Linked DNA regions of Mus musculus: all the other regions are linked to region 5. Evidence: chromatin contacts called from public HiChIP or PLAC-seq and promoter capture Hi-C data. All regions are on one chromosome and are shown on one strand. The core of a region is the stretch at or near the end of the contact, and the rest is flanking DNA. Distances in the headings are between cores, read along the strand shown. Region 1 holds the start of Pias4 (protein inhibitor of activated STAT 4). Region 2 holds the start of Ilvbl (ilvB (bacterial acetolactate synthase)-like). Region 3 holds the start of Plekhj1 (pleckstrin homology domain containing, family J member 1). Region 4 holds the start of Gadd45b (growth arrest and DNA-damage-inducible 45 beta). Region 5 holds the start of Rnf126 (ring finger protein 126). Region 6 holds the start of Cstb (cystatin B).

Region 1 (4,077 bases), core at 1,091-3,590, 1.4 Mb before region 5:
CAGGGCTACAGAGAAACCCTGTCTCGAAAAACCAAAAATAAATAAATAAATAAATAAATAAATAAATATCGAACAAGAGTACAAAAGGGGCGGGGGCTCGATTGGTGAAGTGCTTGCCTATCGTACAGAGAACCCTTCTTTAATCCTCAGCATCACAGAATAAGGTGTGGTGAGCCGTGCCTGTCACGCCAGCACTTGAGAAATAGAAGCTACAGTGGGGTTAGTTACAGAGGGGAATACCAGGTGAGCCTGAGCTTCATGAGACCGGTTCTCAAAAGAAAACACTTTTTACTCTACTTCTTGTGGGTACTAGGAAGCCACAGGGGGCTTGCGATAGAAGTCAAGCTTGGAAGAGCTCTCTCTCTCTCTTTTTAATTTAGTTAGAACAAGAGTAAGGATCGAGTGGCTTGCAGAGAATCGACCAGAATGCTAACACACACACACACACACACACACACACACACACACACACACACACACGAAAGACGACCCGGATGTGCACTGCACCGGGCCAACTAGGCTCACACCCCACCACACACACACACACACACACACACACACCACACACACACACACACACACACGAAAGACGACCCGGATGTGCACTGCACCGGGCCAACTAGGCTCACACCCCACCACACACACACACACACACACACACCACACACACACACACACCACACACACACACACACACACACACACACACACACACGAAAGACGACCCGGATGTGCACTGCACCGGGCCAACTGGGCTCACACCCCACCACACACACACACACACACACACACACACACACACCACACACACACACACACACACACCACACACACACACACACACACACACACACACACGCAAGACGACCCAGATGTGCACTGCACAGGGCCGACTAGGCTCACACCCCATCACTACAGGGCCATGCGAGCCCTACACCTGCCAGCTGCCGCTCGAAGGGAACAGGGACACCTGCCCGGCCGCATTCTGTTCATCCCCAACCCTTCTCTTCATCAAAATGCAACCGTAAACATGAGCCATAAAATGCACCAGAGCAGGAAGCACATACACCTTTAAGACCACCCTCCCCACGTGGGCGCGGTCCAGTCCTCCCAATGAAACGGAAGCAAGGGGCGGTGCCGTTCTCGCTTAAAAACCCAGAGCGGGGCTAGAAGTGAGCGTGGCCCCAGTGCAAGCTTCGAAAATTTGGGGGTTGGGTGGGGCTTGTGGGTAGTTAGAAAGCCAAGGAGGGCCCCTGAAATGGTGATCGCCCAGAAGTCTATTAGGAGTTCGATCCACAGAACTCATTTTGTGACACCTGGTTAAAGGAGAAAGCAATTCCAGCAAATTGTCCTCTGATGTCCACCTAGGGGGCTTGGAACGCGCGCACCCACACCTATTCGCGTTAGTCTCTAAACCTGATGACCTGAGTTCGATTCCCTGAATCCATATTGTGGAAATATACAAACCCCTTAGATTGTCTTTGGACGATCAAAAATTGCGTGTCTCCCCCAGTATATAAATAAAACAGACCACAGAAAAGTGGGCGTAGCCTTGAGCCAACAAATAAAGAAGGAAAAATGCAGCTAGAGGGGCTTCTGTGCCCTAAAGAAGCAAGGCTACGCAGGGCTTGGTTATGTTCATCTTTAATCTCAGTTCTCCGGAAGCAGGGGCAGGAGGATTTCAGTGAGTTTGAGGCCAGTCTGGTCTACAAAGCGAGTTCCACAGAGCCAGGGCTACATGGTGAACCTGTCTCAAAAAACAAAAACAATTTTTAAAAACCCACAACTGTTGCCACCGCAAGCCAATTTGAAAACGAGGCAGGGGGTTCGGCCTGTACTCTACAGAAAAGGTGGGGCCAGTAAGAGAGGGAGCAGGGCAAAGGGTATATGGTTCAGGCACTAGCTGGTTCATCCCTGCTACCTACACAGTGGAAGGAGAAAACCTAATTTCCTAGACTGTTTTGTGACTTTCACATATGTACACACTAAATAAACACAAAAATTTAGCGGTTCTCTAAAGCAAGAGAAATGAGGCGGCGGGAAGTGCTGCTATTTCTTTAAGCAGCAGACTCCTCCCCAGAGTGGGCGTGGTAGCGGCCAGCGCCTTGAAAAATAACCGTGGGGGGCGGGATTTGGCAATTGTCCGTTGTGATTGGTCAGATCCTCGGGCGGGGTTCCTGTAGGCGCGTGCGCGTGATGCATCCTCCCGCCTCTCAGACGCGGGGGCGTGGAGGAAGGAGCCAGCACTCGCTTTTACTGGCTCTCGCGCAGGCTCCGCCCTTTAGTCGAGGGCCCTCACGTGACGCGACGGCTGGGGCCTCCCGGCGCGGGGGACGCTAGTGGCCAAGATGGCGGCAGAGCTGGTGGAGGCCAAAGTGAGTGAGCGAGAGTGGCTCCGGCCGGGACAGGCGGGTGGCGGAGTACGGACCGCTCCTCGCAGGGAGCTGGGAGGGCGGGGTGTGGCGGCGCGGGCGGCGAGGGTGCGACTGGGACGCGGGCTGAACCTGCGGGCGGGGGGCGGGGAGACCGGGGGCGGGGTCGCCAGCTCCCTCCTGGGGTGTCCCCGCCGTCTACTGTCACTTCTCTACTGACCCTAGCAGGGGTTCCCACAGTGTGGCTACACAGCTTTCCCGGTGCAGGCACTGTCCTCTCCTTTGGGTTAGCTCTGTTGGGACATAACTGGGGGTCCTTCTGTGGTCTGGGAAGCCGAAGGAATGCAAAGTGACTTCGCCATCAGGTTTCCAAGGCAACGAGTAGGACTCAGGTCCGGGTGCCCCCCCTCTTTCCTCCCCCACAGGCCTGCATGGGGAAGGTCTACAGGGATTGCCACAAGTCCTCTGATTCTCGGGGCTCAGACTGACACCTTCTGACTCCAGACTCAGGCCAACTATAAGTGCCCAAGTTCATTTTAGAGACTCAGCCCTCGAGTCCCGCTCCCCACTTGTCAGCTCTGGGGTACCTCTTCACTTCAGCCTCCAGTGATCCTGTCTCACTCTAACCCATCTCTAACCTGTGAATCGCCTTGTAGAGTTTCTCTGCTGCCTGGCATACTGGACCCACCACCTCCTTGTTATGTGTTCCTCAGATTGATCCTCACAGGACACCTTGACTGAGTCCAGGGGAACATTGTTTAGACTTGTTCCCCCATTTCTGCATTAAGGTACCAGGGCTCTGACCTGACTTGAGTCCCCATTAAACCCTCTTGAAGTACAGCTTGGCTTAGCCTACATCCAGTTCTGCTCTGTCTCCCTGTCAAGGTTCCAGCACACTTGTCCCTCCAGAGTTATTGGAGTTCCTCAGTCCCCCTCAAGCATCTTCCCACCCATAAGATTCAGACTTGCCCCCCCCCCCCCCGTTTTTCTGCCTGCCTTGTGACATGGTCCTTCCCTCCCCACTGGGACCCTTAGGGTTATTCTAGAGGATCTGATTAAAAGGTGTCGTCCTCACCAGGCATGGTGGCACACCTTTAATCCCAGGGGTCTGGAGACAGAGGGAGGCAAATCTCTGTGAGTTTAAAGCCAACATGGTCTACAAAGTGAGTTCCTGGACAGCCAGGGCTCCACAGAGAAATCCTGTTTCAAAAAATCATTTAAAAAAAAAAGTGCAGCTGGGCGTGGTGGCGTACGCCTTTAATCCCAGTGCTCGGGAGGCAGAGGCAGGCGGATTTCTGAGTTTAAGGCCAGCCTGATCTACAGAGTGAGTTCCAGGACAGCCAGGGCTACACAGAGAAGCCCTGTCCTGAAAAACCAAAAAAAAAAAAAAAAAAAAAGTGTACCCCTCTTTCTCACCATTTACTCACCCCAAATCTACACCATTTACATAGTGGTTTTCTCTTGGGAAACAGAACTTTGAGATGGAGATATGTAAACTATGATCTGGAACGCAGGAGTTTTTTTTGTTTTTTATTTGGTTTTTTTGAGAAAGAGTTTCTCTGTGTAGCCCTGGCTGTCCTGGAACTCACTCTGTAGACCAGGCTGGCCTTGAATTCAGAAAATCGCCTGCCTCTGCCTCCCAAGTGCTAGGATTAAAGGTGTGGGCCACCACGCCCGGCTGGAACACAGTTTTACTCCTTGAAGT
Region 2 (3,919 bases), core at 4-2,503, 1.2 Mb after region 5:
CGAGGCTTTGAACTCCTTATGTAGCTTAGGCAGGGCTTGAATTTGTGACCATCTCTCCCCAGCCTACCAAGTAGCAGACTGAGATAAAGCCTATGTTCTTAAGTGGCTCTGGAGATTATAATGCCTGCTCCAGAGATACTGGGCCAGTTGAGAAGAAAGGAGATAGAGGTTAAATCTACAGAGAATCCAGGAGAGCCTGGCAAGAGGCAGAAGGCCCCTGGCTTAGATGTGTGCCTGCTTCCTAGTATCCCTGCAGGGCCTGGCACTTGGAGTGCTAACTCCATCCAGCCTATTGCCTCCCTCTGCTAGTGAGGCACAGGTCCAGCTGACATGCTGCCAGCAGCCATATGCCTAGCACGGAAGTGACTCCTGGCACAGACTACCCTGAGCATCCAAGCCTCAGTAGCTTCACGATCCCTACATACTTCAAGGTCAGTGGCACTGTCCCTGTCTAGAAGAAAAGGGACTGGGTAAGGGCAAGAATTTCTCAGAATGGAACAAGTGGTTTATAAGTATGACTTGTGGGGTCAGCTTTTCCCAAATCTGTCATCTAGAGAAAATACTAAACTTCTCTGTAGATCATTTGCCTCTTGTGGGCACAAGGACAGAAATTATAGCACTTACTTTGGTGAAGATGGTACGAAATATGCTAAGACAGTTCCTCAGAAGGGCTTACTATCAGAGCCCATTCCCTCCCCTGCCTACCTTCAGCCCACCAATCTCACTATGTTTAAAAGGCCTGCTCTGTTAAAATGACTCAGGCCCCTGGGTATGGAGGTAGGCGGAGAATGTGTGCTGTCCAGACAACGACAATTTCCCCATTATCTCGTACTAGTTACAAAGTCCAGGCCCATATACAGTTTGGCAAAGGGACAGAGCTCTGTAAAGAATCTCCCAACCAGCCACTTCTAGACTAGCTGGGACTCGCTTTCCACACCTGCACAGTGGATGAGCTGGAGAAACACCTTTAGTGCCTTCCTCCTACCCCTAGCCCTCCTTCTACCCTAAGCACCTTGTGCATCAGCTGATAGAAGAGCCCCAGTCTGTGAGCGACGCCCAGCACGGCAGCCACCAGCGTCCCAAACGCCAGGAGCAGGAAGGAGGGGAAGAAGCCTCCCGCAGATGCAGCGGCCGCAGAAGTTTCCATGAGGCAGAACCTAAGTAAGAAAGCACAGAGCCAGAATCTTAGTACTATAATCTAATCCGGAAGCAGGATCGTCCGCCGGACCTGGGCCACACCTCCCCGACCTGCCAGGCCACGCCCACAGACGCATCTAGACTGGACTTAAAGCCACGCCCCAGTGAGGCTAAGTCCGCCCCCTGACGTCACCACCTTCAAACTAAAAGTAGGCCACAGCAGGTCAAGGCGATCGCAGTAGCACCGAAACAAGGTTGAAATTCCTACTTACCTATCTGTTAACGAGCCCATGCAGAACCCACCCTCCTCAACGCTGGACTGGGGCTCAGCGGAGAGCCCGCCTCGCGCTTACATCATTGAGTCGTAAGGCCACACCCCCATCGGATCGCGCAGCCTAGGGTACGCTCCCCCACCCTCCCCACACACACCAGACTCTTGACCTTTGGCCTTCAGCCGAGGTCACTTTTCAATAGGATGCGCCTTCAGCTCCACTACATAGAACTCCCTTCCACCCATCCCCAAACAAGGCCCTATGACCTTTGCCTATAGGAAAGGTCCCTGACTGCAGTGGAACTCTGCCGCTTCTGGGTCACGTGACTGGGGAGTGTGGAGTGGTGCCCCTTTTGCCCACTTGGCTCTGCAGCGCCCCGTAGTTCAACGAGACGCGCGTGCGCCAAACTGGAGTCTCGCTGAAAAAGCTATCCGAAAGAGACGTTTATCATTGGTCGCTTCTCTCTCTCGCCTCTAATTGGCTAACATTACACCGCGCCTTCCACACCCGCGAGAACCATCTCGCGGCACGTTCCACGGGCGTGGACTGTGACACACCCCCCACCCGAGCTCCCCAGAACCCGCATTCCCGACCGCAACATATGCAAGCCCCTCCCCTTCCTGGACCACTGTGAGGCTTTGCAGGATGTTTAGAGAACTCCCTAGTGTTTGGTGCCAGGCCGGTTCAGTCATTTTCCAGGTTTCCAGCATCTGGGGACCTTTTACAAACTCCGATCTGTCTTACAAATCCCTTTCTCCAATTTATGTCTTTTTCTTTGACTGGCTTTTAATCAGGACCATCTGTGTAACCAAGAGTTTTGAGCTATTTGTTGAAGCCTGAACAATGGATATTTAACAATGTAAACCAGTGTAATAGTATGTGCTTTTATTCCCACCATTCCGAGTTCAAGACCAGGCTCTTCTCCATAGTGAGTTCCAGGACAAGCAGGAGTGCATAGAGACCAACCAAAAATCACAATCGCTTCAGCTGTGTCATGTCCACAAGATAGCATTCCACAGCCTTTCTCCCCATCTTTTGGCTCTTATATTCTTTCCACTTCCTCTTCCTTGGTGTTCCCTGACCTTTGCAAGCCATGGTATAAATGCCCTGTTTAAAGCTGATCGTTCAGCCATCCCTTCTCAGCAACTATGGTCTCTGATTAAGTTCTGTGATGGAACATTTGCCTAGCACAGGCAAAGCCATGGGTACCCACAAAAACCTACTCAACTATTTTTAGCCAAACTACCGTATGAATTATTTATGCTTACTGGCTGTGAGCATGCCTCCAATTTCGTCTTGAATCAAACAAGGTAGGCTTTTCCCTGCCATTCCATAAGAGTTGTTTTGGGAGAGTGCAGGGGCTGGACCTAGATTCTCTACCCATTTATAGCAGATGTGCAGCTTGGTCTTCTTGTGAGTCTCCTAACAATTGGAGCAGGGGCTGGCTGTCTCTGACTCTGCCTGCCATTGGATCCCCTTCCCCCAGCTGGTCTGCCTAGTCGGGATTCTGTGGGAGAGACCATGCTTAGTCCTATAATGACTTGATGTCCCAGGCTGGGCTGGTACCCAAGGGAAGCTTCCCCTTCTCTAAGGAGGAGAGGAGGGGATGGGGGGGGGGGGGACTTGTGAGGGTGGGACTAGGGGCAGGGCTTCAACCTCGATGTAACGTGAATAAATAAAAATTAAGAAAAGAATTGTTTTGGATTACTCCATCTATCTCCAAATTGGCCCTACTCCCTTCTGTCTCCTAACTCCATTCTCTTTCTAGGAGCAGTACAGGGAGCCACTCCTCCCCGGCCCTATTAGTGAGAGCCCTTAATTAAAAGGATCAACCACATACTTCCTGAAAGGGGCTTTTAGGTTCAATTACATTTCCAGGGCCAATAAAAAGATAGTATTTGGGCTGGTGATGTAGTTAGTGGCGAAGCCCTTACTTCTTATTTATAAGGTCCTGGATTCTATCCTCAGTAACAGAGAGATTGAGACAGAGACAGAAACACACAGACACCAAGAGACGGACAGAGACAAAGAATGAACTAGTTACTCTGTGTCAGCACACAGCCTTTCCTGGCACATTTCTTCACTTAATTCATTTAACCCTAAAGAAGAGGCTGTCAGACTTGTTACTTAGTATCTTCTTGGGGGTCCTTAGTCCCATTAATAAAATGAGTCAGAAAGAATCCCAAAGACATTTTTATTAAGAGTTTGGGAGAAAAAAATAGTAGGGGCAAGCTGAAAATCCTGCCAGAGGAAATGAAGAAGGAGTCTTGTCCTTTAAGTTAGTCATGGAGGTCAGAGAAACAGTGAGGAGGCCCAGAGTGTCAGGCACATGCTTAGGAGTGCTAGGCCATGAAGTTGAGCTCAGATAGCATATAATCCCGGGCTTTTATGTCCTGGGGCAAAATAACTATTCCAGGGACTTTTAACTAGAAATAGAAATAGAGGCAGATTATTAACAAAGGAAAAACACTCCCAAAGGTGGAAGTGGGACAGAGAGCTGAGGAAAGAGC
Region 3 (3,857 bases), core at 1,207-3,706, 1.0 Mb before region 5:
CCACAGTTGAGCCACCTCTCCCCGGTGTTGTTGTTAATTTTTCTCATTATTATTATTATTATTAAGAGAGGATTCTCTATGTAGTCATGGTTACTCTCTACATAGATCAGGCTGGCCTGTGTGCCTGCCTTTGCAGGCATTAAAGGACACGCCCTCCTCCACCTGACACATGGCATATGGAGTGCTTGGTACCAAGGGTCCCATCTTTGAGGCTCAACCAAAGCCTATAGGCAGTGTCATCTGATGACAGAACACTTTAGACTACTCAGTGTCAGCCCCAGCCCTTGGTTTAAACCTATAGGTAAATTCAGAGACAGTACTCAGGAAACAAGTGGAGGCAGTCCTTGTTAATATTGCTGGAGCCTCCTGCAAATTTGACTTAAGAACCTTGAGGGCCAGGTACCTAGTTACCTCAGTGTCACCACAGAGTGTGTCTGGGACAGACAGGACACTGATACCACTGGCTGTCAAAGAGAAAGAGGCTAGAATGCAAAGGATACAAGATGCTCTAGATGCCGAGAGAATGGCTGAAAGATGTATATGGAAGTGGTGGGGCAGAACCAGCTTGTCGGATGTTTCATACTCAGCCACTTAAGGACTGAAAAGAGCATTGTCTACATCTTTGAAAGCTACTAAGAGACACATTCCCAGAGATGAAGTTGGCCAGATGCAAGAGCAGAGTCTAAGGGTGGCAGCATGGGCTTCTCAGAGCAAGAGGGCACCCGCAACAGCAGGATGGAAAACCACTTCAACCGCTGGCAAAGACAACTTTCAAGAACATAGGACTCTATACCTGGCCTCTGCAGGGAGCCTGGGTATCCAGCCACAGATGTGAGGGTGCACCTCAAGGGTGGAACACTTGTCCATCATGCATAAGGTCCCCTAGGGGTACATGTTTGAGGTTGAATGTGTATGGGTACCCACTGCAAAAATGCAGTTAGTTCATGAGCTTTGGAGGGAAAACAAACACTAGGACAAAACTGGCCTGGGCAGGCTGGAGAAGTGGCTCAGCGGTTAAGAGCACTGACTGCTCCTCCAGAGGTCCTGAGTTCAAATCCCAGCAATGATGTGGTGGTTCACAAACATCTGTAATGGAACCCGATGCCCTCTTCTGGTGTGTATCTAAAGACAGCTACAGTGTACTCATTATAAATAAATAAATCTTAGAAAAGCAAAACAAAACTGGGGCCTGGGTGAGCACACTGCTTGCTCTGTGGATGGGGCACCAAGCTCTGCAAACGCCCACCAACAGTTCCCAACCCCAGGAAACACAGAAAACGTAGGGCGTGGTGGTGTACACTTCTCATCCCATTTCTTTATCCAAGGTAGGAAGATGGTTAGGTTAGTGTTAGAGACCAAACCGGGCTGTGCAGTGAGATCCTATCTCAGATAAAAGAAAAAAGGGTGGCGGTAGGCTCCAGGGACTCTGATATCCCTTTCTGGACCCTATGGGTACCCCACTCACACACAAAGCTCCACACAGACACATTAAAACAAAATCTTTAAAAACGCGGGGAAGGGCATTTATCTGCTTGCTGACTACTGCTGCAACACGACCACCACGGCAGACCGCACCTTCATACCATCAGCCAAAATAAACCCTCGATTCCTTAAAACCAATCAAAACAGCCAAGTGTGGTGGCTCATGCTGTAAGTCCCACTATGCGAGAGAAGGCAGAGGCATGGCAATGTCTGTGAACTGGAAATCGGCCAAGTTTCCACACCGAGTTGCAGGTCAGCCCCAGTTAAGCAGTGAGACCCTGTCTGAAATAAATGAAAAGTTGTGCCGATGACTGGAGGGGCTCACACGTGAAACTTGGGACAGGAGGCCAGGACGCAGGGACGGGAGATGCGCAACCTCACGGACTACCGTAAGATTACCGATGAACGATCAATAAGGACAGAGACGTGGTATATGTTAAGGTAATGGTCTGGGAGGAGGCCTGGTCCCAGGACAAATCCCTTTTATGTGCAGATACCGTTATCTTTCAATCCCAGCAAGGGACCTGCTCCGGTGGACAGGAGCAGTGGTCGCCAGGGCCCCGATTAACGAAGGTGGAAACGGAAACAACCAAGGAGGTCAAAATACACGCCGAGACGCCACTCGGACACCCCGAACCACCCTGGAGGCCACAGAAGCGCCACCCAAGCCAGCAATCACGCGGCGACCCAACGGGCCTCGCGAGAGCGCGCTCTCCCGGCGGGCGCGCGCCGATCCTGAGGCAAGAGGGCGGCCGCTGCCTCTCCCCGTCCCGCCCCCGGGCTTTCGCTCCCACCTTCAAGCCTCCCCGACGGAGCAGCCGCCACCGACAAACTGTGCAGCTCCTCACCAACGCTAAGGCCTCGCTATCCGGGTTTAATCTCCGCCAAGGCCGCGGTTTCGCCGCGCGCGTGCGCACGACCGACGAAGCGATCCCTTCCGGGAGCAAAGGCGTCGGCGTTTCGTGTGTGCGCAGGCCCAGCGGATGGACTTCCGTCTTCGGTAGGCGGGAGAGAAAGGAGCGTCGGGGCGCAGAGTGCGCGTGCTCACTGCAGCGACCGCACAGTTTCGCTCCGCCCTAAGTCTAGCGGCGCCGGCTATCGTGACAAGAGGAAAGCGTTAGGGTTCACCGGCCCAGGAAGGCGCTTCGCTCATCGTGGAGTGCTCTGAGTCTAACTTACACCTCACGCTTAGTATGTCTGGCGGTTATTTAAGGACGGGCCATCTCCTTCCCGTCTGACTCTGTTCAACCGCGCAGACCCATAAATTAGGGCCGCGCAACCAGCCCAACAACGCGCAGGCGCAGTAACCGGGTTGGGACTTCCGAGATCGCTCTCTGAGACTTTTGTGGCGCTGGCTGCGGCTTCGGGGAGGACGGCGGCCGAGAGGCAGGGCGCGTGTTGGTTCGCGCGGATCCGTGCGGCGGGATGCGGTACAACGAGAAAGAGTTGCAGGCGCTGTCCCGACAGCCGGCAGAGATGGCGGCCGAGCTGGGCATGCGGGGCCCCAAGAAGGGCAGCGGTGAGCCAGTCGGGGCTGCGGCTGGGGCACTTGGGCGGGCCGGCGCGGTTCCTGGGTGGGCGAATGAGAACAGTTCCGCGCTGACACCGCCCTGTGCCTACAGTGGCCAAGCGGCGACTGGTGAAGCTGGTGGTCAACTTCCTCTTTTACTTCCGCCCGGACGAGGCCGAGGTAGGGGCGTGGGGGGCGCGGGGGACCCGCGCGGCCCGGAGGCCGGCGCTCATGGCCGTGTCTCGCGCAGCCCCTCGGAGCCCTGTTGCTGGAGCGCTGCAGAGTGGCCCAGGAAGAACCGGGCGGCTTCTCCATCAGTAAGTTTCCATCCCGGACTCTGCTCCGCACACCCGATCCTTTTTACTCCCTTAGGAGCCTACGTTTGTCCTGGATCCCGCGTCCGCTGGTGGCCCAGGACTGGCCCAGCTATCACTCAGAGTGCCCACTGGGTCTGGTTCTCGCTTAGTTTCTTCTCCGACCCCTCTGCCCGTTCCCAACTGAGAGAGGTGCAGTCTGCGAACGTGGGGTGTATAGCAGGAACAGTCTCTGCCGCCCTCTCTGCCACGGGTAGGGTACGGGCAGGCTTTAAGGCCTGTCTCAGCCTTCTTCCCTAACGAGAACTTTACAGTATCTTGTAGAGATTTGGGCATCATGTCTACCTATATTATCCAGTGGGGTTCTTTATCTGTACCCCTCTTTTCTCCTTCTTGCACGAGTGCACACGTGTTTTGGGGTGTGAGTATGCCAGTAAGGCCAGAGGGAAACTTGAGTAGTTGGTTCTCATCTTCCACTATGTAGGTCTCCAGCATAAAACGCTGGTCATTGGGCTTGGCAGTAGGGTCCCACCTGGGGCTTACTTTTAAGT
Region 4 (4,118 bases), core at 298-2,797, 1.2 Mb before region 5:
CTCTAGAGAGATATAGGGGACCCATTGGTTATTGCCTCTGCTCTCTTCACAGTAACTGGCCACCTCCACCAAGCCTTGGCTTTTCCAGGAATCTGTATGACAGTTCTGTTGGAGGGAGAAAAAGAAGGGTTTAGTGGGAGTTCTAGGAGTTAGGTAGGGAGCCTCTGTTCAGCGCCAGGGGCCCTACTGGGGAAAAACAGGCTGGCTCAAAATAGCTGCCAGGGTGACTAGGCAGCCCACGGGACATGCCAAGCATGGCTGGGCACTGAGCTGGTGCTGGACCAGCCAGCCCAGCTATGTTGACAAACACGGGACCCAGGTGACCAGGACGGGTGGGTGGGGCGGGGAGAGAGAGAGACAGAGACGTGGGGGGGGGGAGGGCTCACCGTGACCAGGAGGCAGTGCAGGTCTCGGGCTTCGGTTGTGCCCAATGTCTCCGCCGGCTCCCCCAGGAGCTGCGCCAGCCTCTGCATGCCTGATACCCGGACGATGTCAATGTCATTGTCGCAGCAGAACGACTGGATCAGGGTGAAGTGAATCTGCAGAGCGATATCATCCTCCTCTTCTTCGTCTATGGCCAGGAGGCACAAGACCACGCTGTCGGGGTCCCTGCAGGAGAGAAGGAGTGTCAGGGGGTCGTCAGACCAGGAGCGGGTGTCACCGTGCACGGGGTGGGATAGGGGGATATGAGCTCCAGGAACCGCAGGCGGGAAGGGTGGACAAGACCCATCGTGCATCAGGAGTGTATATAAGAACAGCCCCCCAGCCGCAGTACTGCACGGGTGCTGGGGTGGCCGACTATGCAAATACTGATGGCGGTGGGGGAGGAAGCACATAGTCCAAAGTTACTGGGGTTGCCTTGTCAAAACAAAAAACACAAAACCTCAAACTTGCGAAGTCAGGGTTCTGCAGCGACTCTCTTTCCTCCTCCCCAAAAAAAATTCTCTGAGAAATGTCGCCCTCCACTCCCCAAAACCGAGAGCGCTGGGAAAGTCCCCCAAAGCCCCGAGCCCTATAGGGATGTTGGAGCGCGCGTGCATCAGAGGGGCGCCCCCACCCACGCCCGAGAAAGGGGGGTGCTGACTCACACATTCATCAGTTTGGCCGCCTCGTACACCCCCACGGTGAGGCGATCCTGACGCTGCGCGGCCACCAGCAGCTGCTCCACCGCGGCAGTCACCGCCTGCATCCTAAAAGGCCAAATGGGGAGATTAGCCGATGACAGCCCCGCAGACCTCAGGCGGCGGGCGAGAAGACCTCAGCCTCTGTTGTACTCACTTCTGAACCGCGTTGTCGCTCGCCACCAGCTCTTCCAGGGTCATGATGCAGTCACACTCCACAGCGGACCCCCACGGAAGATCCCCAAGAGCAAAGTACAAGTCCAGATACGAACCCAAGAGGCAAAAAAACCTTCCCGTGCGACCAGAAGTGTCGGAGGCCTTCCGGAGGCGGTGGGACTTCCCTTCCCAAGAAAAAAGTAGGGGTAAAAAGAAGATTGCAAAATCCCCCTCGAAATTAATCCAAGAAGACAGAGATGAACGCAGACCCAGGGTTGCTGCGGAGTGAGCGCGCGGGCGCTGCGAGCGGTTTATATGACTTCCCGGGTGGAGGCGTGGCCACTGGAGGCATGCGCTTTCCACCCATTGGTAGATGCACAAAGGGCCGAGTATCCCGCGCTGAGATTGGCTGGAGATGGAAAGGGCGGAGCTCGGAGCTCCGGCGGCCCCACGTGGGGGTCAGGGCTGGGAGGAGCGTGAACGCCAGCAGCGGCGACAGCTAGAAAAGCCAGAGAGCTCTAGAGAGAGAGCTCTAGAGAGAAAAAAAAAAAAAAAAAAAAAAAAAAAAAAACCACAGAAGTTTCTCTCCTGATTTCCCGGCAGCCGCGCTACGCAGGCCGCGCGCGGGGTTTCCAGCGCGAGAGGCTGGCCTGAACTTTCGGGGAGGGCTGTCTGGAATCCCCTCGCTGTCCCCGGAGAGTCCCTAGCCTTTCCCAAGCTCTGAAAGAAGGGATGTGCATGCGCCAGGAGGCTTACTAAGTGTTCTGCCGGCCTTGTAGAGTTGGAGAGTGTTTAAATAACGTCTAGGGTATACAGTAAACGTTTGGTAAGTTTGAGGACGGTGGGATCCTCTCCCCAAAGTGAGAACTACCAAGGCACCCTAGCATCGCCAGCACGAAGGTGCTTTGAGAACGCTCAGCCCTCTAAGGCCAGGGTCGCGGGAGGAGAGGCACACAGGAAGCTTCCTAGTGGTCGTGGTAGGTGGCTTGGCGGTGCCCCAGGGGTCCTGGCTGCAGAGCACTAAGGGATCGCAGGGGGAGAGATCCGGAACCCTTTCTCCCTCCTCCCGGCACCCCGAGAATTTCACGTGTGCACGGGAGGCGCAGGTGAAGAGCCCTCCAGACGCTCTGCGGAGTGACCCTGCCCCCTGCCGGCTGCCTCACCGTCTATCCTCAGATCGATTCGCCACACTTAACCCCTGAGGGGGAAGCCAAGTGGCAAAACCCGAAGGGTACTGACCCGGGGAGAGGTGACTGAAAGGCAGCCGCTCTTATGTCCCTGGCATTTTTGTAGTGCGTAGCATGAAGCACAAGCCCCTTCTTCCACGCGTGTCATTTATCTTTCCAAGATTTGTCAGGCAAAGGAATTGATATCTGCATTATGCAAAATGGAAACTGAGGCTTCCAAGGGCGTTCCAAGCCACAGCTTGAGGGCTGGTAGTCGACAGCAAGGACACGAGCGAGGCAGATAGACCCGCGTGGGATTCTCCCACGGTGCACGGGGGCTCCCGGTGAATCACCCTGAGTCGCCTCCTCCGCCAGCCTGGGTCCTGGCCTCGGCCGCGCGGCTCGGTTCCCCGGATCCCCGGATCCCCCGATCCCGGGTCTGGTGACGCATCCTGCTTCCTCCGCGCCACCCACCCAGCATGCGAAATGTCCCTGGCGTGAGAGGCGCGGCGGCGACACCTGGTGGCCTCATGAGGTCTCTGCTCACGCAGCTTCCGGAAAGGGAGGGGGAGAGAACACTTGGAATGATTTTTTTTTTTTTTTTTTTTTTGAGACAGATTTCTCTGTATAGCCCTGACTGTCCTGGAACTCACTCTGTAGACCAGGCTGGCCTCGAACTCAAGAGATCCGCCTGCCTCTGCCTCCCTAGTGCTTGCTGGGATTAAAGGCGTGGGCCACCACTGCCCAGCGATTTTTTTTTTATTAATTTTTTTTTCGATGCTGGTGATGAATCCAGGACTTCGTGATGCCTAGCAAGCTCATCACCAATATCTACATACCGCTATAGCCCAACCTGGAATAATCTATACATACAGTATTTTAAATATCAAACATGAAGGGCAAGACATCCTCCACAGGATGGAGGGTTCGAGCTGACTCCTGCGAATTGTCTTCTGATCTCCGTACCTACTCCAAAGTGTACTGTGTCCTCACACACAAATAAGTAAACTTTACTAGATGTGTATTTTAATAGTCTAAATTGGCTGCTGGACTGTAGCAATGGTTCAATGGCAGAGCACGTACTGAGCATGTGTGAGGCGCTGTTTTCCACCCCTGTACCACACGAACCCTATGGTGGTACACATTTGTCATCCCAGCCCTAGGAAGGAAGAGACCGGAAGATCAGTCAGTAGGTCAGGATCATCCAGGGCTATGTAGTGAGTTTGAGACTAGCCTGGGCTAAATGAGACCCTGTTTTAAACCTGGGGGTGGGGCTAGAGAGATGTCTCAGCCTTAAAGAACACTGGTTGTTGCCAGGCAGTGGTGGCACACGCCTTCAATCCCAGCACTTGGGAGGCAGAGGCAGGCGAATTTCTGAGTTCGAGGCCAGCCTGGGCTACAGAGTGAGTTCCAGGACAGCCAGGGCTACACAGAGAAACCCTGTCTCGAAAAACCAAAACGAAACGAAACCAAAACAAGACAAAGCAAAACAAACAGCAGGGGCAGAGAAATGGCTCAGAGATTAAGAGCACTAGCTGCTCTTCCAGAGGAACAGGGTTCAATATGGCAGCTCACAACCATCCGTAACTCCAATTTCAGGGGACCAGACACCCTCACACAGACATGCATACAGGCAAAACACCAATGCACATAGAAAGTCAAAAGGAATGATTAA
Region 5 (3,595 bases), core at 440-2,939:
TCTAGTGGGATAACTAGTTCCGATTGATGGGGGCCATGTGCCCTCTGGTGGTCAATGCCGGAATGGGTGGGAATGGGGACAGAAAGCAGGCCAGGTGTGAAGGTTGACTGTCCCTCCCCTTCTTGCAGGAATCCTAACTCTGAGTAACTCCTATTCTTTCTTCAAAACTCTGCTTGCAATGTACCCTCCTCACCCCCAGGAAGTCATTCTTGTGTCATCAGAGATATCCAAGGTCAGTTTAGAGTCCAAGCCTCCCCCCTGCCTTATGGTGCTGGAGTGTTTGTGTGCATTTCATAGACGCTAGATGAATGTTGAACGAATAAGTAAATAAATACAGGAACTAACCTCAGAAACATTCTGGGCCTAGCCTAGAAGACGACGCAGGCTTCATTCACTCCTGAAGAGTCACACGGGGTGCCTGCGGGCTAGAGGATCCTCCTTCTACCAGAGAATGCATCCCTTCTTCATCCTTATCTCGGGTGTTTGTGGAACACCTGATGTGTATCGTCCAGACATGATACTCCCTTCTGCCCGGCACTGTTTTTACAGATTATCAGGTGTACATAAGTGTATGTAGGAGGGCTGTAGAGACCGCGTGAAAAGGCAACATTGCAGCCGAGACTCCGGAGTTTGGGGGACCAAGCACTTGGAGGCACAGGCAGTGCAGTGCAAGCAAATATCCACAGGCAAGCTTGTCTGGAAGGCTAAATGAGGGGAAGGAAGCTGGGAAATGAGGGCTTGATGGTTCGAAGAAGAGGAGGAGTCTCTTAGGCCCCGTCCCTCACTTTTTTTTTTTTTTTTTTTTTAGGGATAGCCCTAACAACTTAAGCCATTGGCAAGGCAACCAAGTCCCGCCCCTCAAGGACTCCAACTTCGCGACTGTACTTGGCTTTCCGAGGCCTCTACATCCAATCCCGTATGCCGGAGAAACTCAGCCCTGTCGACTACATCCCCGCTCTGGAGATAGTCACCCGCCTTCAGGCTTGCCCATCCTCGTTGCCAAGGAGACGGCCCCCGCAAGCTTGGAGCTCCGCCTCCAGGCTCACGCCAAATTCCTAGGCGGATTCCAGGATTGGTCCCGTCGCTGTCTCGTCACCATGGAAACCCGGCCCCGCCCTGCGCAGGCTCAGCCTGCGGACCCTAAAGCTTTCCAGTTGCCTACAGGTTATAACCTACCCCAGGTTGCCAAAGAGACATCCCGGGCCCCCACGAAGGCCCCGCCCTTTGGTCGCGGAGGCTTCCCCGAGGCCCTGTCCCACGCAGGTTGCCAAAAAGTCTTCTCCCCCACGTAGCCCCGCCGCTCGCTGGCCCCCCATCTCTGACTTCTTCTGCTTCCATGTCTGACTTCACCTCCTAAAGTCATCGCCAAGGCGACCCGCCTTCGCGCTGTCCCTGGACTTCCGCACTCTTCAAGCGTGACTCCGCCCTTCCACCCCCAAGTGCCAAGCCCTCTAGACTCCGCCCACACCAGATAGGCCACGCCCCCAAGATGCTCTGCAGTCTTGACCCTCACCTCCGTCCCGGTTACTAAGGAGACTAGGCTCCGCCGCTTCGCCCCCAGGCTCCGCCCCACACACTGGACCCAGGTCTCTGGCTTCCGGAAATACTTATTTTGTCCTAGTGCGGCCACCGTTCTCCACGAGTCAGCCCCCCGCAGCGCGTTGCCCGCGTTTCTCCGCGAGCCCCACGCCTGCCGTGCGTGCCGTGCGTGCCATGCGTGAGCGTGCGCGGGCGCGTCGGCCGGCGAGGGAGCAGCAAACGGCCGGCGGCAGGCGCCGCGCGGGGGGCGGGCGGCGCGGAGGCGGCGGTGGCCATGGCCGAGGCGTCGCCGCAGCCCGGACGGTACTTCTGCCACTGCTGCTCGGTAGAGATCGTGCCGCGCCTGCCGGTGAGACCTGGGCGGGAGGGCCGTGGAGCTGTGCGCGCGAAGCTGGCTAGAGGGGAAATTGAGACCCGGCGGGGTGCGAGCAGCGTGGCGGGCAGGTCCAAGAACCTAGGGCGGCGGCGGGGTCGCCCGAGGGACGCAGGCTTGGTCGGACCCGGTGGGGCTCGGAAGCTGAGCTCCGCGCTGGGGACGGCCGCCGAGCGCGTGGCCAGGACGCGGGGGCGCGCGGCGCGGCCTCGAGCGCCGCCCCGGGCCTCGCTGCTGCGCCCAGAGGAGCTGCGAATCCGACGGCGGAGCTGGAGGGTCTGGGAAGGTCGTACCTGCACCTCCTTGCCTGTTACAGGCCTTGTGCTAAGGCTTCAGTGTGGCTTTGACCAGTTGCATCCCCCGGTCCCCACCTGGTTGTCCCCTGGCCTCCTGCTTCTTCCTCGTAGCTTTGGACATATCTATCCTGAGGACCCTGCTTGGGTGTCCTGCATCTTTTCCGGTTCAAGGTGGTTTTGTCCAGGTGCATGCCAGGGATCCTGCAAGTTTCTTGAGAGTGACTTTGACTAGGCTGGTATCCCCAGGCCTCCTCTCCCAGGACAGAACCTCCCACCTTCCAGGCATCCCTTGTTTCATACCCAGGTTTGAGGCTCGCTCCTGGAAAGGTGATCGCTCAGTACTTGCAACCTACCGTGGCCTTTCCAGGCCAAGCGTGGAGCCTGCTCCTGCCCTTCGAGGTGGAAGCCTGGGTGGGTCCTTGAAGAAGTAGTAGCTAGTTTGGTGTAAGCCAATCTACCATTGCGGAGAAGGTGGTGGAGTAATTAGCCAGAGTCTGTCAGGGTGACGACGGGGTGGGTGGTAAGAGGTGCTGTAGTTCCTTCTGGTCTCTGCACTCTCCCTCTGGATGGTGACACCATGACATTCTTCAGGGCGATTAACTCCAAGAATTCAGGTGGTGGCATACACCTTTTATTTCAGCACTTGGGAGGCAGAGGCAGGCCGATGTCTGAGTTTGAGGCCAACTGTTAGTTCCAGGACAGACAGGAACCCTGTCTAGGAAGGGGGGCAGCTTGGAGAGAGTGGTATGTGGGGTGCCAGGTGAACCTGGAACATAGGAATTGATTGTTATTTCTACTTGTGTTTCCTGTGCCTCAGCCTTGCCTCCCCAGATCTGCCTTGACGCCCCTGGACTGGGGACTATGCTGCCCCTTGGCACCATTGTGAGCTCTGGGAACTGTTTTCTGTAAGGAGATGGCCAGACCCAGGTGTACACCTAGCTGTCAGGTTTCCTTACTGGGACCAGAGCAGCACCAGGTTCTGGCTCAGTGCCCTTGAATAAGGAGGACCCTGACCTCTCAACTGCCACTGTGCCTGGCACGAGCCTACCTGTAAGCCCCAGTGACCCAGCATGGTCTTTGTTCTTACAGGGTTTGTATAGGCCAGCCAGTCAGGGAGTGACAAGTGTTTAAACAGAGCATGGGGGATGTTTTGTTTTGTTTCTCCAGACAGGGTTTCTCTGTGTAACAGCTCTGGCTGTCCTGGGACTCACTCTGTAGACCAGGCTGGCCTTGAATTCACAGAGATCTGCTTGCCTCTGCCTCTCAAGTACTGAGATTAAAGGCGTGTTCCGCCACCACCTGACCGGCATGGGTGGTTTTTGTATGAGCAGCTAGTGTGGGACAGGGAGCAGGGGCAGGTCTGTGGGTTCAGTGAGACTTGCCATGG
Region 6 (3,887 bases), core at 1,364-3,863, 1.3 Mb after region 5:
ACCGCAAACTGCCTTGGTGGAAGTCACGCGATCCCCAGTCTGGCCAATGGGCAACAGGGCGGAGCGTAGTCTAGCTGCTGATTGGCTCAGATTGGATGATGAATAAAGAGCTTGTGGCTGAAGCTCCACGTCTTCATGTCTTTATTCTTAAACCTAAAGCGAGATCCCCCAAAAGCCCCCACAATAATGAATCACTGTGTTTTTGCGATGCTGGGCATTACACCAGAGCCTGATACCAGTTTATGAACGGTTCAGTGGCTAAAGACACTTGCTGTCATTCCTCATGACCTGAGTTCAATCCCAGGAAGCAATATGGTGGAAGGAGAGACTCACCTCCAGCAGGTTGTCCTCGGACCTCCAATGTGCACCGCGGCATGAACGTATATGCTCATGAGCATATCCGCCCGTAAATAAATGTAGAAGTAAAATAAACACATCACTTGCCTTTTCTTGGTATAGCTACATTATAACTGTGATTTGTTTGTTTGGAGACAGGGTTTCTCCGTGTAGCCCTGGGTGTCCTGGAACTCACTCAGTAGACCGACCAGTCTGGCCTTAACCTCCTGAGTACTGGGATTAAAGGCATGAGCCACCACTGCCTGGTGTGACTGTGATTTTTCAAACAAAGGGGAAAAAAATTAAAACTAAGGACACAATTCATATAGTCTCTAAAAATATATATTTAGAGAGATCATATACAGTTTTCTGAAAATAATTATTTGGAAGGATGCAAAATACAACGCAGTTTGAGAATCACAACAGAAGCTGCTCAACTCCCTTCTCTCCATCACCGAGGGGGGTTTTACTACGTGGTCCCAAACACAGGTGCAAAGGAGCCCCGAATCAGAAGTAGGAGAGCTCATCGTGCCTTTCTTTGTTGGTCTGATAGGAAGACAGGGTCAAAGGCTTGTTTTCATGGGGGAGGGGTTGAAACACCCTCAAGTGCACGCATTTATCTCCACCAACATCAACCTGGAGGAAGACAGACAGACAGACATGTGAGTGAAAGGTAAGGTTCCAGTTCCAGGCTTAACCCAGCCTTAGAAACTGAGCCAGAACAGGCCACCAGCCACTAACTTAGCCAGTGATAACCCTTGTCTCCTCCTTTAAGGCCGGGAACCCTAACACCCCAAATTCATCCTCTCAGAACATGTACATGTCCCCTTAAGGGGTTCTCTGCAGGAAGTTGCAGGACACTCTGCTCTACTCTGAGACTATGTCCCCAGTTCATGCCAAGCTACTATCAGTACCCACCTTGATGAAGAGGTTGGTGCCAGCCACTATCTGTCTCTTGAAGGATATGGCTTTAAAGACATCAAACTTCTGATTTTCTTTCGATTCAAGCTGGGACTTCACCTGGATGGTGGGTGAGAAGGAAGGACTTAGATTCATGCACAGGTGCCCCCACACACACACACTGCCAGCCTTCAATACTCCTCATTCCGGGGGACATGGTAAACTGTTGGCCCCACTGATAAAGAACAACACAGCTCCTTTTTTTTGGGGGGGGGGGGGACAGGGTCTCACTATGTAGCTATGGCTGGCATGGAACTAAGCAAACTGGGCTGGCTTCAAATTCAGAGAGACTCGCCTGTCTCTGCCTCCTGAGTGCTGATGTGGCACGTGGCCAAGGTTCCCTTGCCTGGCCAGTGTGTCTGTAACATTTCCTCATTTCTAGGGTCTCATGGAGCTGACTCACTCCTTCTTGGCCACTTCAGTCAGAGCAAACACCTCCCAAGATCAGCTAGGCTTAGTGGACAGGGTCCTGGGCTTGGGGCGTGGCAGGAGAGCTGAAGAGAGGATTTGTTTAACTTTTCTTCTCTTGCTAATACCCTGAACCTCCCCCTACCTTGTACTGAATCTCTGCTCTGCTAACAGTCACAGGAAGGGCAGCCCAGGCCCAAGGTCCACCCCCTCGTTTCAGACTAGGCACAAGCAAGTTCTACAACTTCTGGTTTTGATCCTTTTTTTTTTCCCTGAGGGGCGGTGTTGGTGATGGTGGTGGTGGTATCAGTTGAATTCCTGCCACTGAGCTAAACAGTCCTAGCTCTTTCTTTTGAGGAGACAAGCACAGTAGCCCAGTCTGGCTTTCTCTTGTTTAGGCCTGGGTGTAAGTCAAAAAGGTGCCGTCTAGGTTCTAACAGCTGCCTTCCTGAATTCTCTGGGACCACCGGATCCCTCCACCGATCCCGGGGCTAGTTCCCTAATAGGTGAGTGGCCCTCTTGTATGCAAGCGGCAGAAGACTCGCCCCAGTTCCCGGCCCTGAATCTTCCAACCAGATCCAGAGCCCCCAGCTCCCAGTCACACTTGTGGCCGCCCCGGAAACCCGCTGCAGGACCTGACCAGTCTGGGCAGGCCGGTCCCTGAGGCCGCCGGGTCTCCGCAGGCCTGGCTCAGACTGGCCTGACCTGGGCCCAGCCTCACCTGGTCGGCGACCTCCTGCGTCTCGGCCGTGGCTGGCATTGTGGCAGATGGCGCGCCACACATCATCTTGGCAGCAGTAGTCGGGGTAGCACGGAGAAGCTGAAGACAGATCCAACTAGGAGACCTGGGTGCCTGGACCCTAGAAAAACCTGGCTTGGCTCCGCCCCCCCGGACCCGTAGCACGTGACAGAGCGACGGGGCGGGGCGCCGCACCCTCTCGCTCGCTCTCTTTACTGTCACCACCCTCCGTTCCAGGCAGAGTCAGGAGACCCAGGCTGGGCGTGGGCGGAGGGTGAGGCATGGTGGGTGCTTCACGTCCTTTCCCTGAACGGACGCTAAGAAGGGTTTGGAGGCTGGGAGTCCTGATTGCCCCTCAATGGTCGTGAAGTGATTGTAGGAGTATCTCTGACCCGGCTTAGGGGCTTCCGGGTCCTCACAGGATGCAGAGATGTGAGAAGGGGTCCTAGTCTTTCCATGGAGTAGGTGGACACGAAGTACAGCCCTGGACATCTCAATTTCCCCTTGTCCTGTGACTATTAAGTGGGGGTCTTGATGGGTCCCTATCCCTCCTTCCATAGAGTGGATACAGAAATAGATGATTGAGGACCTAGAAGTCTCAGATCCCTGTTCCTTGACCCCTGGCCCCATCCTTTCCTCCCCTCCCCAACGTGGACTTAGTTTTTGGGTCCGGATAACCCCATGAAATAAGAGCTTATCTGGGAATTCCATTCTTTTTGAATGACATGGCCTTGTCAGGCGGTAGGCGGGGCTTGGGGATCCCAGCCCCAGCCCCACAGAGCTGGGTAGGTGGTCTATTCTGGGTGAGACTCTATTCTCACACACCCAACACAGGCTGGGAACCATGAGGACCCCGGATATGCCCTCTGTCAGTGCTCTTACTTGAGTGACCTTCAAACCCGAGTTTCCGTTTGCAAAACTGTCACAGTTGGATAGCAGGACATGATGGTATACACCTGCAATCCTGGCACTTGAGAGGCTAAGCTAACCTGACTATGCAGTGAGACCTTGGCTTAAAAAAAATAATTTGGGGGTGCAGAGGTAGCTCATGGTAAGGGGCTTGCCACGGAAGTGCGACAGCCTGAATTTGATATTTGGAACCCAGTCAAAGAGCCAAGTGAGGGGCTGGAGAGATGGCTCAGCAGTTAAGAAAACTGGCTGCTCTTCCAGAGGACCTGAGTTCAATTCTCAGCTCCCACATACTAGCTCACAACTCCAGTTCCATGGGATCCTATTTCTCCACCCCCTGGCCTCAATGGGCACTAGGGATGCAAGTGGTGCCCAGACATACATGGAGACTTGTGGTGGTGGCAGTCAACCCAAACTAAAACAGAAGTTAGTACCAGACACTGGAGTATTGCTGGGATTAGGCCTGGCCATGCTTTTGTTTGGAGGAATGTGGATTTTGGGTTAGAAAAGCAATTGATCACTTAATAGTTCATAG

Evidence for each region. Promoter capture Hi-C pulls out the DNA fragments that hold promoters and counts their contacts. HiChIP or PLAC-seq counts read pairs in DNA pulled down with a chosen protein or histone mark. Capture Hi-C pulls out chosen DNA fragments and counts their contacts.
Region 1: a contact with region 5 is called in a promoter capture Hi-C map of pre-B cells, with 4 times the contacts expected there. The contact joins the promoter of Pias4 here to the promoter of Rnf126 in region 5. A contact is called at or near these places in 4 of 39 promoter capture datasets (the C10 cell line, hippocampal neurons, liver and 1 more) and 1 of 9 other capture datasets (liver).
Region 2: an H3K27ac HiChIP or PLAC-seq map of extraembryonic endoderm stem cells shows a contact between it and region 5, with 5 times the contacts expected there. The contact joins the promoter of Ilvbl here to the promoter of Rnf126 in region 5. A contact is called at or near these places in 4 of 39 promoter capture datasets (cranial neural crest, liver, pre-B cells and 1 more) and 1 of 115 datasets of contacts at active chromatin or transcription factors (extraembryonic endoderm stem cells).
Region 3: a promoter capture Hi-C map of pre-B cells shows a contact between it and region 5, with 2.7 times the contacts expected there. The contact joins the promoter of Plekhj1 here to the promoter of Rnf126 in region 5.
Region 4: a promoter capture Hi-C map of pre-B cells shows a contact between it and region 5, with 6 times the contacts expected there. The contact joins the promoter of Gadd45b here to the promoter of Rnf126 in region 5. A contact is called at or near these places in 2 of 39 promoter capture datasets (liver and pre-B cells) and 1 of 115 datasets of contacts at active chromatin or transcription factors (pancreatic cancer cells).
Region 6: a promoter capture Hi-C map of adipose tissue shows a contact between it and region 5, with 4 times the contacts expected there. The contact joins the promoter of Cstb here to the promoter of Rnf126 in region 5. A contact is called at or near these places in 1 of 115 datasets of contacts at active chromatin or transcription factors (large pre-B cells) and 1 of 9 other capture datasets (adipose tissue).

What each region holds. Positions count from the first base shown.
Region 1 is chr10:81,165,983-81,170,059 of GRCm38.p6, reverse strand. Pias4 (protein inhibitor of activated STAT 4) reads left to right here and starts at 2,340. Exons shown (of 11, transcript NM_021501.4): 1 at 2,340-2,375. The coding sequence starts at 2,349.
Region 2 is chr10:78,572,325-78,576,243 of GRCm38.p6, reverse strand. It overlaps Ilvbl (ilvB (bacterial acetolactate synthase)-like), which reads right to left and starts at 1,253. Exons shown (of 15, transcript NM_001359302.1): 1 at 1,013-1,253. The coding sequence starts at 1,147.
Region 3 is chr10:80,797,225-80,801,081 of GRCm38.p6, reverse strand. It overlaps Plekhj1 (pleckstrin homology domain containing, family J member 1), which reads left to right and starts at 2,456. Exons shown (of 6, transcript NM_023900.2): 1 at 2,456-3,001; 2 at 3,105-3,172; 3 at 3,243-3,309. The coding sequence starts at 2,908. Sf3a2 (splicing factor 3a, subunit 2) reads right to left here and starts at 2,347. Exons shown (of 9, transcript NM_013651.4): 1 at 2,277-2,347.
Region 4 is chr10:80,927,520-80,931,637 of GRCm38.p6, reverse strand. It overlaps Gadd45b (growth arrest and DNA-damage-inducible 45 beta), which reads right to left and starts at 1,547. Exons shown (of 4, transcript NM_008655.1): 1 at 1,279-1,547; 2 at 1,089-1,190; 3 at 387-609; 4 at 1-105. The coding sequence starts at 1,322.
Region 5 is chr10:79,765,046-79,768,640 of GRCm38.p6, reverse strand. Rnf126 (ring finger protein 126) reads left to right here and starts at 1,689. Exons shown (of 9, transcript NM_144528.3): 1 at 1,689-1,888. The coding sequence starts at 1,814.
Region 6 is chr10:78,424,396-78,428,282 of GRCm38.p6, reverse strand. Cstb (cystatin B) reads right to left here and starts at 2,613. Exons shown (of 3, transcript NM_007793.3): 1 at 2,426-2,613; 2 at 1,255-1,356; 3 at 661-972. The coding sequence starts at 2,491. The coding sequence ends at 844.